Regions from separate parts of the Mus musculus genome. Here region 2 is linked to region 1. The links are chromatin contacts, called in public promoter capture Hi-C maps. All regions are on one chromosome and are shown on one strand. Each heading gives the region's core, a stretch centred on a gene start, on an enhancer-like site or on the middle of the called end of the contact. The rest is flanking DNA. Distances are from core to core; before and after follow the strand shown.

Region 1 (6,485 bases), core at 3,788-6,287:
CACTGCCACAGCCCTACCTCTCCCATGTCCTTGTCTCTGTGGCCAGACGTCAGCCTCCTTACTCACCTCCCACACTGTGCCTTGAGTGTTCTTCCCAGGGTGGTGTGGGTGGCTCCCTCTCCACCTCCATATCTGGTTCAAACGTGTCCACCACCCTCCTGGTCCGTGTTCTCTTTTTCACATTCTCCTTGCCCTGTTCTGGTTTCATGTCCTCTCTCCTTGTGTGGTCTCTATAGCCTGTCACCATCTCCTGTGTCGGTTTGTACTTAGTTCAGTGAGTACTTCTCTCTCAGGGCAGGATATGTGTCCCGTTCACTGTTGTTCCAGCACTTGTGTGTGCCTAGTGCCCAGTTCCATCTTTCACTTCTGTATTTACTTTCTGTTGTTCCCTCCCCAAGTCAGCAGCCTTCATGAGAGAGCAGGGCAGCTTCAGTCCTGGTCTCTGCTATACATCTGCATTTGGTTCTTACTTAGTGATTTGACTGCACAGTTTCTTTTGAGGGTCCTAGGGTTACCAGGAATGGTGTCCTGCACAAGAACCCAGCACTGATTCTGTCCCCATCTCTCTTGGCTCAGGAAGGAGATGACAAAATTGAGTACAGAGCCTGGAACCCCTTCCGCTCCAAGCTGGCAGCAGCTATCCTGGGCGGCGTAGACCAGATCCACATCAAGCCAGGAGCCAAGGTGCTCTACCTTGGGGCAGCCTCAGGCACCACCGTCTCCCACGTCTCTGATATTGTCGGCCCGGTGAGTGGACAAGTGGTGGAAATGAGGGAGCTGGGCCTGGCCATTTCCCTGCACTGTGTGATGTCGATGGAGCCAGACTCATCCCTCATTCTGTGGCAGGGACAGCTTGAAGCAGAGCTTTTCTTTCAATACCACTCCTGGGTTCCTGATTTTCGTTGTGAGCCAGAGAGTGTAGTCAGTGTTAAAGTAACCCAGAGGTAGGAATGTAAATACCAAACAGTTTTGGTAGAAAATTTTATGTCCAAGGGTTAAAAGTGGTGATTCAGTCATTGGTTGCCACATAACCATGAGGACCTGATTTTGACCCTCAGAATCCACTTTTACAACAAAGCAGGTGTGGCAGTATGCCCTCATAGTGACAGCAGGAGAGTGCAGTGGCAGGCCAGCCTCTGGTGCCTGCCCAGCCATCAGCGCATGAAAAACCTTGTCTCAAAAATAAGGCGGTGGTTTTGCCTTTCATCTCAGCACTGGGGAGACAGAGGCAGCAGATCTCATGAGTTCTCGTGAGGACAGCCTGATCTACACAGTGAGTTTCAGGACAGCCAGAGCTACACAAAAACCCTGTCTCAAGGAAAAAGAAAAAAGGATGGGTAGAGTTCCTGAAGGATTGTCGCTTCACACTGTCCTCTGGCTTCCACACAGACAAAACAATGTCCCCCAAATGTAGTTTTTTGCCCTAGCCCCATCCAGTATTGGGTGTTGGGCCTAGGGCTTCTTGAAAGGCTAGGCAGGTGTGCTAACACTGAGTTACAGTGAGCTTATGTTCTTTGTGGCAGTATAGGATCCCATATTTCAAGTACTGGTCCATTGCAAATGCCATGAGCTCTGTTCCTTTGTCTCTAACTACCCTGGATGCGGGATTTTTACCTGTGTTGGGAGCCTGGGCTTGTGGGTCAGATAAATTGGGATCTTAAAGCTTTGCTGCTTATGAATAACCGTGGCTCATGACTTGTCTCTGGGACCATTTATTCATCTGGGCTATAGACATAATGATAGTTATTTCAAAGCAGGGTTTTGATTGCTGGTATGAGAACCTGCTACAGGAGGGGCGCAAGCACGGTGTTAGCAACTGTGCTGGAGCACCAGTGTGTGCTCACAGATGTTTGCTTAATTTTAGGATGGTCTGGTCTACGCAGTTGAGTTCTCCCACCGCTCTGGCCGTGACCTCATCAACTTGGCCAAGAAGAGGACTAACATTATTCCTGTAATTGAAGATGCTCGACACCCACACAAATACCGCATGCTTATCGGTGAGGGCCCGGGAGTGGCCCCGGGGAGGATGCTGATGGAGCCTGACTTAGGTGGAGTTAGAGTGGCGAGCAGGCCTCTTCACTGCGGCAGTGTGAGGACCTGCAGGTGGAGATTGTGTCCAGGATCAGTTTTGTTCCCCTCTAACACTTGGCGCCTTTTTTACACTGCCCTGGTTTGTGTTTTAAAGCCATTGTCTGATGAGATTCCAGCCCTGACCACAGCAAGTATAACCCAATGGCTTTGTTTTTTAAAAACACCTCTAAGGTCTAGTATAAAAGTAGAGAGGGTGTGAGTTCTCCCAGAGGTACTCGGTACTTGTCATTGCTTTTCCAAATCCTTAAAGGGCGTTTTCACTCCATCACACTCTTTGTTGTAGTTTTAAGTCACGCTACCTTAAAGCATTACCTTTCCATTGCACTGTTTGGTTTGGTTTGGTTTGGTTTTTATGGGGTTTTGGTTGTTTGGTTTGGTTTTTTATGGGGTTTGGCTTTGTTTTTGGTTTTTTTCCTGTGCATTTTCTCAGTGCACCTCTGGTCCTTGTCATCTGACAGCCCTGCCCACGACTCGTCTTTAACTGCTCACATTTACTTGTCTTTTTGATGACATGTCTGTCTCCCCCCAGACCCGGGAGGATCTCGAGGGCAGGGTCCGGGTCTGACTCGTCTCTGTGTCCCCCACGCCCAGCCCAGGGCTGGCCACAGAGTAGGTGGCAACCATTGGTTTACAACAGGAGTGGATGAGTGATGTGACTTTCGTGTTCTGGATCCACCTTTGGGGTGCTTTGGAGGGAGGCTGTGTGGTGGGGGGTAAGACTGGAGGCAAGAGAGTCCCAGGAACCTGGTGGTGAAGGAGCACAGGCCCTGTTGGGAGGCTCTGGGGAGCTCTCTGCTGCCTTGTTTGTAGTAACCGCTGTCCCTTTTTTCCTTAGCAATGGTGGATGTCATCTTTGCCGATGTGGCCCAGCCAGACCAAACCCGAATTGTGGCCCTGAACGCCCACACCTTCCTGCGGAATGGAGGACACTTTGTGATTTCCATTAAGGTATGGGTCTTGCCATGTAAGGTTGAGTAACCCTAGAGTGTGGTGTGGGTGCTTTGTCTCTGTGGCTGAGCAGGTTATGGCGCCTTAGCCTATCTGACTTGTTTATTAGTCCTCCTTATGGCTGAAATAAAGACTGATAGCTGCTAAGCATTTGGAGCAGATTGTGGGGTACAATATTAACTGCAGCAGGTACATTTTTCAAAACATTTTAATTTTAAATAGGGAAAACTCTCGCGCATCCTCACCATGTTCAAAACTGGCCAACCTATTGCTACACTTGTTTTTGGGTTTTTTTTTTGTTTTGTTTTGTTTTTGTTTTTTCAAGACAGAGTTTTCTCTGTATAGCCCTGGCTGTCCTGGAACTCAACTCTGTAGACCAGGCTGCTATTGCTACATTTGTTCTGTTTTTGCCAGCTGGGCTTCCAGGATATGGAAGAAAATTCCTGACCTTAAACACTGCCTTAGATAAATGAAATAACCTGTTTCCAATGTGAGCCAAATTAAAACTTCTTTAATGAAGTTAGAAAATTGGGAAAGCCTGGGTCTCCAAATCTGTAACTTAGTCCTGACTCCTTTCTAGGCCAACTGCATTGACTCCACTGCGTCAGCAGAGGCTGTGTTTGCATCTGAAGTGAAGAAGATGCAGCAGGAGAACATGAAGCCGCAGGAGCAGCTGACGCTAGAGCCTTATGAGCGAGACCACGCCGTGGTTGTCGGTGTGTACAGGTGAGTGTCACAACAGACCTCTCCCTTACCTGTGGCCCTGAGAAGCCAAAAGTGGTTACAACTCGACCCCCTCTGATTTCCTCACAGGCCACCTCCCAAGGTGAAGAACTGAAACTCAGAGCTGTCTGGATTGAAGAGATGTGTGTTGTTACTGTTGCACGTGTGGCTTGTGATTTTTTGGGGGCGGGGGAGTTGTTTTGTTTTTCTATTAAAAGACTCATCTGTCTCCCCTGTCTGGTGCCTATTGCTAAGTGGCCTCGAGACGCATGCGCCCTTGATCAACTTTGTGTGCTTCGGGGGGTGGTGCCTGGAAAGTTTCATCCGGTCACATGGTGCATGCTCCATTGGTGGCTGCTCCGCACGTGCGCGGCTCAGCACCCTTAAGGCGCAGGCGCACTGTGCTCCGCTAGGTCACGTGAATGATGTGGGGGCGGAGCCGGGGCAGGGGGGCCGGTTTGTTGTGGTCGCCATTTTGCTGGTTGCATTACTGGGTAATCGGGGCCCTGGCTCGCCGCGTCCACCGGACACCCTCAGCCAGTGGGCAGGTCTGAGCTCGGGCTCCCCGAGCAGTTTGAATCCCCTTACCCACGCCCTCAGGTAAGGGTGCTGCGACGGGCGGGGCGGCACGCTTGGGTGGGGGGCAGGCCGGGAACCGCCCTGCCCGTCCCCGCGAGATTTAGCAAGGGAAAGGAGGGGGCTTTGGGCCGTTGCAGCGGAGTCCGGCTCTTCATAGCTGGATTCCTGGAAGAGGCTGAGCCCGAGGGAGCCGTCCTGAGAGGGAGTCGGGGAGGGGGCAGCCAGGCCCCACTCCCGCCCTTTGTTTGGGCTCGGCTGCGCTGGCCGCTTCGCTGTCGCCTAGCAACAGCTGCCCTGAGTGCTAATTGGTTAAGCTCTTGGCAGCAACAACCAATGGCGCGGTTGTTGCCATGGGAGGTGCGGCCTGCCGGGCTCTCTTGGGCCCCGCCCGCCGGGACTCCACTGGCCGGGGCGGGCCTGCCGGGTGGGGGGCGGGACGCCAGGGTCCCTGGGGGCGGGTGGCCACGCGGGGCGGGGCTGGGCCGTAGGGCGAGGGTTAACCCGCCCCTCCCCCGTCCACCTGCTGTCCCCTTCCCCCGCGTGCCCTGGTCTGACCCTCGTCCCCTCCTTTCCCCGCCCCTCCCCCTCGGTGGCAGTGGCGGCGGCTGCTGTTGTCACCCACCGGGCCGCCTGTCCCGCTTGCCCTCACCGCCGCGGGGCTGGCTAGGCTAGCCGGGCCGGGGACAGGCGGCCACCTCCTCATCGCCGCCGCCACCACCACCGCCGCCATGCTGGCCGCTCGCCCACCGCACTGGGGTCCCCATCGCGCTCCAGCCCCCCGTGGGCCCAGCGCCATCCCTGACCCGGGTAGGGGTGGGAGCTGTAAGAGCTGGTCCTAGTGTGGGAGGGCTCGGGAAGAGGTTGTTTATCTGTGAAGCCCCAATAAAGGGGACCTGGAGTGGCAAGACATAGCATAGAAGGGGATCTGACAAGGGGGAGGCTCCTAAGAAGGGGATTTTGTTCCGAAGGACACTTTTAGTGAGTGAAGTCTTGTGCGATATTTAGGGATTTGGCTGTCAGGCCCTTCTAGGAATAGGCTCAATTGTGGAATGACCCAGCGTAGAAATAGAGGAGCTAGCAAGGACCTCAGGGTAAAGAAGAAAAAGACCGTGACTCTTAGATGTTGAAAAATGACACCTCTCCCTTGTTTTCCTGAGGAGTAGGGGTCTTGGAGTAATGGGGGAATCCTAGTGGGATAAATATAGACTGCTTAAAAGAAGGATCTCTGGTTCCAGAGACCTCATATAGGGAGCAGGGAGCGGTCTTGGAGTATGGAGTCGGTCCCAGGGGAAAGTGCCGAGGTGGTTGAAACATCTATAGCTTGCATGTAAAGGAGTTCTCAGATAACCTTGGGTTTGCTGGGAGGTCCATAAGGACTGCTATGTTCTTTAGAATAGAAAGAAACTAGTGGGTAGACTGGGCTTGAAATTGGGCCCTTGGTGTTGAGGGAAGACGGTGTGAGGGCGGGGCCTTATCTGAGGGACTCAGGCTGGCCACCAGTAAAATTTTGAAGGACTGAGTTCTACTGCCCAGACTCTACACGGTTTCTGCCTTCTTTTGCTCTCCTAATTCCTGGCCTCTTTCTATCCCTCCTGCCCTGGCCTTGTACCCACCCTCTCCCACCCCTGTCTGGCTCTGATGGCTCCCTTTTACATCTCTGGATGTGATGCTTCATTCATTTTTTTTGGCTCCTCATTTGTTGAGAGACACGCTGTGCTAACCCACTTGCTACCCTTTCTGTTTGTACATGGCTACCTGGTGCTGGTGCTCTGCCCTGTCCCCTGTCTCCCCCTGGTCCTGCCCCTAACTCATACCCACCTCTTCTGACTGACCCTGACCTACATGCCTTCTTGTTCCATGTTGTCTTCCCACTTCCTACCTGCTCTCAGGTCTCAGCGGCGGTGGCAGCCGAGGTGCAGGATGCGAGAAGGCGCCCCCCGGCCGGGCTCCCGCTCCAGGCCTCACGCCCCTGCGGCCCTCTGAGCCCACCATGGCCGTCCCACCAGGCCATGGTCCTTTCTCTGGCTTTCCGGGGCCCCAGGAACACACACAGGTAGGCATTCAGCTGGCTTCTCACCTGCCTGAGGATTGAAGGGTCTCCAGACAAGAGCATGATTGTTGGAGGATCTCTGGGGACTTTGGAG
Region 2 (6,789 bases), core at 3,186-5,685, 2.1 Mb after region 1:
GAGGGGCTGGGGGCATGGCTCAGTGGTAGAGCCCCTGCCTAGAATCCCCCAGTGAGGGGCTGGGGGCGTGGCTCAGTGGTAGAGCCCCTGCCTAGAATCCCCCAGTGAGGGGCTGGGGTGTGGCTCAGTGGTAGAGCCCCTGCCTAGAATCCCCCAGTGAGGGGCTGGGGACATAGCTCAGTGGTAGAGCCCCTGCCTAGAATCCTCCAGTGAGGGGCTGGGGGCGTGGCTCAGTGGTAGAGCCCCTACCTAGACTCCCCCAGTGAGGGGCTGGGGGCATGGCTCAGTGGTAGAGCCCCTGCCTAGAATCCCCCAGTGAGGGGCTGGGGGCGTGGCTCAGTGGTAGAGCCCCTGCCTAGAATCCCCCAGTGAGGGGCTGGGGTGTGGCTCAGTGGTAGAGCCCCTGCCTAGAATCCCCCAGTGAGGGGCTGGGGACATAGCTCAGTGGTAGAGCCCCTGCCTAGAATCCTCCAGTGAGGGGCTGGGGGCGTGGCTCAGTGGTAGAGCCCCTACCTAGAATCCCCCAGTGAGGGGCTGGGGGCGTGGCTCAGTGGTAGAGCCCCTGCCTAGAATCCCCCAGTGAGGGGCTGGGGACATAGCTCAGTGGTAGAGCCCCTGCCTAGAATCCTCCAGTGAGGGGCTGGGGGCGTGGCTCAGTGGTAGAGCCCCTGCCTAGAATCCTCCAGTGAGGGGCTGGGGGCGTGGCTCAGTGGTAGAGCCCCTGCCTAGAATCCCCCAGTGAGGGGCTGGGGGCGTGGCTCAGTGGTAGAGCCCCTGCCTAGAATCCCCCAGTGAGGGATTAGGTGTGGAACATAACTCAACATGCATAAGGCTCTGGGTTCAATCCTAAGCACTGAGAAAAAAAAATAGAGAGGGGGAAAAAAAAAAAAAAGAACACCTGTGGGGCTGGAGAGATGGCTCAATGGTTAAGGTCACTGCTGTTTTCCCAAAAGACCAGAGTTCAATTCCCAGCACCCCCATGTCAATTCATAATTATCTGTAATTCCAGTTTAGGGGGTCTGACACCCTCACACAGACATACATGCAGGCAGAGCACCAATGTACATAAAAAATATTAAAAATCTGTAATACCAACATTCCTGGAGTTGAAGTGGAAGGACTGCAAATTTTAGACCAATCTCAAGTACACAGTGAGACTATTTAAAACAAATGAAACCCAACCTAACTAACAAAAATAAGGGTGTAAGCAGGTCCTGGGGAAGAGGGCTTCATTAGAGGAGTATTGGAGGCGTGGGTAACTAATGGCGGGGTCGCCAGGTACTAATAAGAGGTTCAAGAACATGTAGATGATGAAGGGGTCTAGTCAGGGTCTGGAGACATGGATAGATATGACTGTGTATGTGTGTGTGGGGGGGGAGGGTTGTCAATAACACAGGTGACTTAACTGTCACCTCCCTTGAGACTTTGCCTTCTTCTCTAGTGACACAGCCCAAACGCACCTTTACGACAGTCCGGACCCCAAAGGACATTGCGTCAGAGAACTCTATCTCCAGGTGTGTGGCTCACCTTCTAGCAGAGGGTTAGAGATGCCTGCAAGGCCACTGGCGGTGGTGTGCAAGGCCCTCCTTGGGTTGGAAATGGAAGTTCAGTTGTAAGTAGAATGGATGTGGGTGTTATGTCTGTAATCCCAGCACCCAGCAGACAGGAGGATCAAGGATTCCATGCCTTCCTGAGCTACATGGTGTGAGACTGTCTCATTCATGAAACCCACTTTAAAAATGAGAAAGAAGGAAAGGGGAAAGAGGCAGGTGGCTCTCTCTGGGTTCTAGGACATCTTACAACTTGGTCTACAAAATGAGTTCCAGGACACAGGGAGACACAGAGAGACACGGAGAGAAGCTTGCCCAAGAAAACAAAAACAAACAAACAAAAAACCAAACCCAAACCCAAACCCAAAAAGCCAGGCAGAGATGGTGCACACTTTTAGTTCCAGCACTAGGGGGCAGAGCCAGCCTAGTCTACAGAGCAAGTTCTAAGACAGCCCAAGCTACACAAAGAAACCTTGTCTTGGAAAAACAAGCCAAAACAAACCAAAGACCAGACAGACAGAGTATGCCATTCTTGTCTTGTACAGTGGCTCATGCAGCATAGGGAGGCTGAGGCAGAAGGATTGTCCCCAGCCTGAGAACAGCTTGGAGTATATAGCGAGGAGACCCTGCCGTGCAAAAACAGCAAAGGAGGAAAGGAGGGGAGAGAGCATCTTTAGAAAGCAAGGCTTGCCTGGCTTCTGGAGACTTCAGCTGAGGAAGCAGAAACCTCCCTCCCCCAACATGTGCACGTGCACGCACGCGTGCACACACACACACACACACACACACGCGTGCGCGCACACACACACACACGCACGCACACACCGTCCAAGCGTACACAGGCACAGCCAGAGGAAGAACGCCAGGCACAGAGGTGAAGTGAGGGAGCCAGATGCCCACACCTACACCCCACCTGACTGTTCTTCTTCCTCTTCTAGGTTACTCTTCTGCTGCTGGTTTCCTTGGATGCTGAGGGCAGAGATGCAGTCTTAGAGGCCCTGGATACCTAACACAGAGACAGAGTCCCCTCTAGCATCTCCTAACACAAGGAGCCCCCCCAGCCATCCCAAGATAGAGATTCCCAGTGACTTCAGAATAGAAACCCCGTTAGCCAGCCCTCGATTACTGAGGTCCCATTATTAACAGATCTCCCACCACGACGACTCCCTAAATACAGACCTCATGTTTCCCAAAAGAGATTCCCTGAGTAGCACCTTCAGGCTAGTCCCTGTCCCCTACTCCTCAGAGCAGATTCCCCCCAATAAACATTTTCCACTTCACCCAAGGGATGCTGACCCTCTCCACAACAGGACGTTCTTGAGTTACCAGTGAATTAGAGTCCCATGAATGAAGACCCCCCACCCTGGTTCTCCTTAAGCATAGGTCATACTTCCAGAATAGCCAGCCACATCACTGTCCCCATTTAACATCAGTCTCCTCAAAATGTTGTGACCCCAAGGTCACCAGAAAGCCCTTATATTCTACTCTCCTTATCAGAGATGCCCCCCATTCACTTAAGTCCCTGTTCTCACCCCTGAACAAGACACCCACTTAGTCGGCCCACTCACCCCAATTTACAAACACCAAAACCGTCCTGGAAGCATGAATTACAGGACAGCAAGTCTTCCTGCCCTCTGTACCCTGAGAAACCCCCAGTGCCTTGTATGAAGCCCACCCCACATGGCCCACAGTCCCTGTGCTGGCCAAGGCTCCCAGAAAATTCTCTATTTTTTAAAGTGATAACTTCCCCCCTTTGGGGGGAAATCCCCAAATTTGGAGGCCCCATTCTAGAACTCTGGGGAGTTCAAATTCCAGAGAGAATATATATTATATATGTCCCCAAATTTCCCATCCCTCCAAGCCCCACGATCTCTAGAAGACCCCAAATTTCTAATTCCCAGGACTTCCCTACCCAAGTAACAGAATCTTCAAATCCCCAGGGAATCCCAAACTTAAGACCCCAATCCCAAGCCCTCAGGAAACCCCAACTACAAGGTCCTAAGGACTGGGAGGAAGGACCCTGTTGCCAGGCTCTCAGGGCATCTCAAACCTGACTCCCAGGCACCAGGAGACCCCAAACAGGAAGTCCCATCTTTGGAACAAGGATAGAGGACTCTAATACTCTTAGTCCATGGATCATCTAATCTCTCAACCTCCAAATTCCATGGGCCCCAGCTTCAAGGGAACCCCCAAGTCCCAAATCTCTGATTACTAATATGTGCAGGGCCCCAGGGCTCTAACAGGACCCCAAGTCATGGAGTCCCTACTTCAATCTACCTTCCGGTCACAGGTCCAAGACACTAAATCTGAGTCATTGGCCCCAAAGGACTTCACAGCTCCTGGGCCAGACCAACAGCCTGCGGGAGAACCTGAGGGCCCCATAGGTCCAGAGCAGACCTGGGGCCCTGACCACCAAGGACAGCTCACGACTGCCCCTTCACTGCATGTCCCTAAAATCAGCATGACTCCTGTCCTCTTCAATAAAGACGTTTCTATGGCCTTCTTGTGTCAGGTCACTGGGGGGTTACTGCATTGACCCTGTGCCCTTGCTGGGTAAGAATGGCAGAAGGTTTGTTTGTTTGTTTAATGTCCTGTCCCTGTGTCAGTGACATAGGACTTACAACTTGACCTGCAGAAGGCTAAGCCCTTCACGCTCCTTTCCTGCAGTCGCCCTCGCTGTGGGTCTCAACTGAGTCCACAAGGACACGCAGGTCTGTTAGGTTCTGGAGTACTGATTGGTAGGAACCAGGCGAAGTCCCGCCTGAGTTTAGGACACAACCTATGCCTGAGCGAGGATGGCGGATGCTGAGTGAGAGCGTGGATAGGCTGGAGGGCGGGCCCTTAGGTTCTCTGAGTATGCCCAGTGGTCTAAACCTTCCTGCGTCAGTAATGCTTGGCGGAAGTGGCAGGGGGGGCGTGCGAGGATGCGCGCGTTGAGTCTGGATATCCGAGAAGACGCTGTAGACGGTCAGATTTATTTTGGGGAGAGAGGGGAGTCTTGGGGACGGGGGGAGCGGTAGGAGTGAGTGTCCAAAGGACTGAATGTGGAGGTCTAAGGCGACTCAGGGTGAGAGCTCTAGGGGGCTCAGTGTGGAATCCTGACACTCAGGGTCTGAGAGGTTCTACAGGGGAAGAAACTTTGGCAATCTGGCTCAGATCTGAGGGTGCTGAAGTGGGTTCTGAGTGGGGAGATAAGAGGAAGCTGGGAGTGGACAAGTCTGAGAAAGCTCAGAATGGGAGATGTGAAGGAGCCGAGGTGAGAGGAGGGAGGGTCTTTAGGCTCGGAGGGACCTGTGCTTACGATTGCATTCGAGAGAGGCTTCATGTGTGGGCGCGTTCTCTGTGATGCTTGGGAAGAAGATTCACGTATACTTTGGTGGGCAACGGTGGACAGAGCGATGGAGGATTTTACTGACTGCTGATATCCGGGCTGGGAAATGGGGGTCGCGGGACGGGGAGTGATCTTCGGGTGGCTTTGAGAAACTGAAGACTCCAGCGTTGAAGATTGGAGTTTATAGGAAGTCTGAGGGTAGGGTCTGGCCCCTAATGGGCTGGAAGGAAGGCTGGTCACAGCTTGAAGATAGGAGGCTTAGTGACTTCCTCCTCCCCACAGGACGGCGCACAAGGAGTTGGTATCCATGGAGGAGCAGGACGCCAGGGTCCCAGCACTGGAACCTTTCAGGGTGGAACAGGTTGAAAAGGCTGGGGTGTAGAGGAATGTGGGAACGATGGGTGTGAGGTGGGTGGAGTGACAGACTCATTCCTGGGTCTCTTGGTTGGACTGCCCCAGCTCTCCTCAGAGTATAGCCGGCTGCCCCACTTCCAATATGCAGTTTCATAGGCCATCCCAAGTCTCTCTCCAAAGGGAAAGGTTGCCCAGTCACGATAGGATCCCTGTGTTGGGCAAAGCTGTTCTTAACCTTGCTAGCGCTGGGACCCTTTAATATAGTTCCTCATGTTGTGGTGATTCTCCCCTCCACTATAAAATTATCTTTGTTGCTACTTCATAACTATTTTATGAATCATAATGTAAAGGTCTGTACTTCGTGATGGTCAGCAGGGGGTCGCGACCCACAGGTTGAGAACCACTGTCCCAACGGTAGTTCTTAATTTTATAGGCGCCACCTCTAATCTACTATGTCCCTGACTTCATCTCCAAGGAAGAAGAGGAATATTTGCTTCGACAGGTACCTCTTTCTCTCTCTCGCTCATTTTTAGCGTGTGTGTTTGTGTATGTGTGTTTGTTTCTGTGGTCACATGACATAAACATAAACGTTTATTGGGGGAGGGGTCATCCGTCCTTCTTGGCTGCTGCTTTCCTCATGGCTGCCAGCACGTTGCTCACCTCTTCCTACTTCCCCTTCGCATGGGTGTTCGTGCCCACCCTCTTCTTGATGAACCTGAGTGCCCACTTGTCCTTGGAGACCTTGAGCAGCCCCATGGCACGCTGCTCAGTGGGCACGGAGCTACACACCTCCCGGGTCATGTCTCACGTGACCTTGGTGTACTCGGTGAGGGGCCATGGCACTGGCTGTGCCTCGGCTTGCTGATGTTATTCTGTCACCTTGCAGCCCTTGTTGAGACCCAGGGCCATGGCTGCTGCTCTCCTATGGGGCTGGAACAGGACCCCCTCCCCTGCCTTTCTTGTCTTCTCATAATTCCTTCCCGACACTCAGCCCCTGTATGAGAACCCTGGAACTGGGAAACCCCTGGCAAGGAGAGTACCTTTGCACACTCCCATACTCCTCATTCCTCTTTCTGACATTTCTAGCTCTGTCTGAAAGAGCTTTCTTAGCCAAGTGTAGAGGCGCACACACTTGCAATCCTGGCTACGGAGGCTGAGGCAGGAGGATCCCAATTTGAGGCCTTTTGGTTTTTTAGATTTTTTTTTTTAATTTCATGAGTGTGTGTTTGTTTTGTTGGCAGGTATGTCTGTGCACTACCTCTGTACAGTGTCTAAGAAGGCTAGAAGAGGGTGTTGCCTCTCTCCTGAAACTGGAGTTACAGATGGGCGTGAGCGGCCACGTGGGTGCTAGGAAGTGAACCTGGGTCCTTGGGCAAGAGCCGCAAGTGCTTTAAACCACTGAGCCAGCTCTCTAGCTCTGTATCATGAGGTCTGGTTTGAAACAAAGCAAACAAAATAAACAAGAAAGAGGTTCCTTAGAGGCTTAGGAAAACTAAAATGTGTGTGTGTGTGCTTGTGCATACACGTGTGTGTGGGTTGGTGCATGTGCATATG

What was found. Promoter capture Hi-C pulls out the DNA fragments that hold promoters and counts their contacts.
Region 2: a promoter capture Hi-C map of second pharyngeal arch cranial neural crest shows a contact between it and region 1. The contact joins the promoter of Alkbh6 here to the promoter of Dyrk1b in region 1. A contact is called at or near these places in 3 of 39 promoter capture datasets (cranial neural crest, liver and second pharyngeal arch cranial neural crest), 1 of 115 datasets of contacts at active chromatin or transcription factors (embryonic forebrain) and 1 of 9 other capture datasets (adipose tissue).

Annotation. Positions count from the first base shown.
Region 1 is chr7:28,175,279-28,181,763 of GRCm38.p6, forward strand. Dyrk1b (dual-specificity tyrosine-(Y)-phosphorylation regulated kinase 1b) reads left to right here and starts at 5,038. Exons shown (of 11, transcript NM_001271370.1): 1 at 5,038-5,148; 2 at 6,231-6,394. The coding sequence starts at 5,070. Fbl (fibrillarin) reads left to right here. Exons shown (of 9, transcript NM_007991.3): 5 at 577-747; 6 at 1,865-1,997; 7 at 2,927-3,039; 8 at 3,620-3,765; 9 at 3,853-3,991. The coding sequence ends at 3,877.
Region 2 is chr7:30,304,318-30,311,106 of GRCm38.p6, forward strand. Alkbh6 (alkB homolog 6) reads left to right here and starts at 4,436. Exons shown (of 7, transcript NM_198027.3): 1 at 4,436-4,517; 2 at 5,164-5,242; 3 at 5,669-5,737. The coding sequence starts at 5,189. It overlaps Clip3 (CAP-GLY domain containing linker protein 3), which reads left to right. Exons shown (of 14, transcript NM_001360763.1): 13 at 1,442-1,514; 14 at 2,489-4,050. The coding sequence ends at 2,543.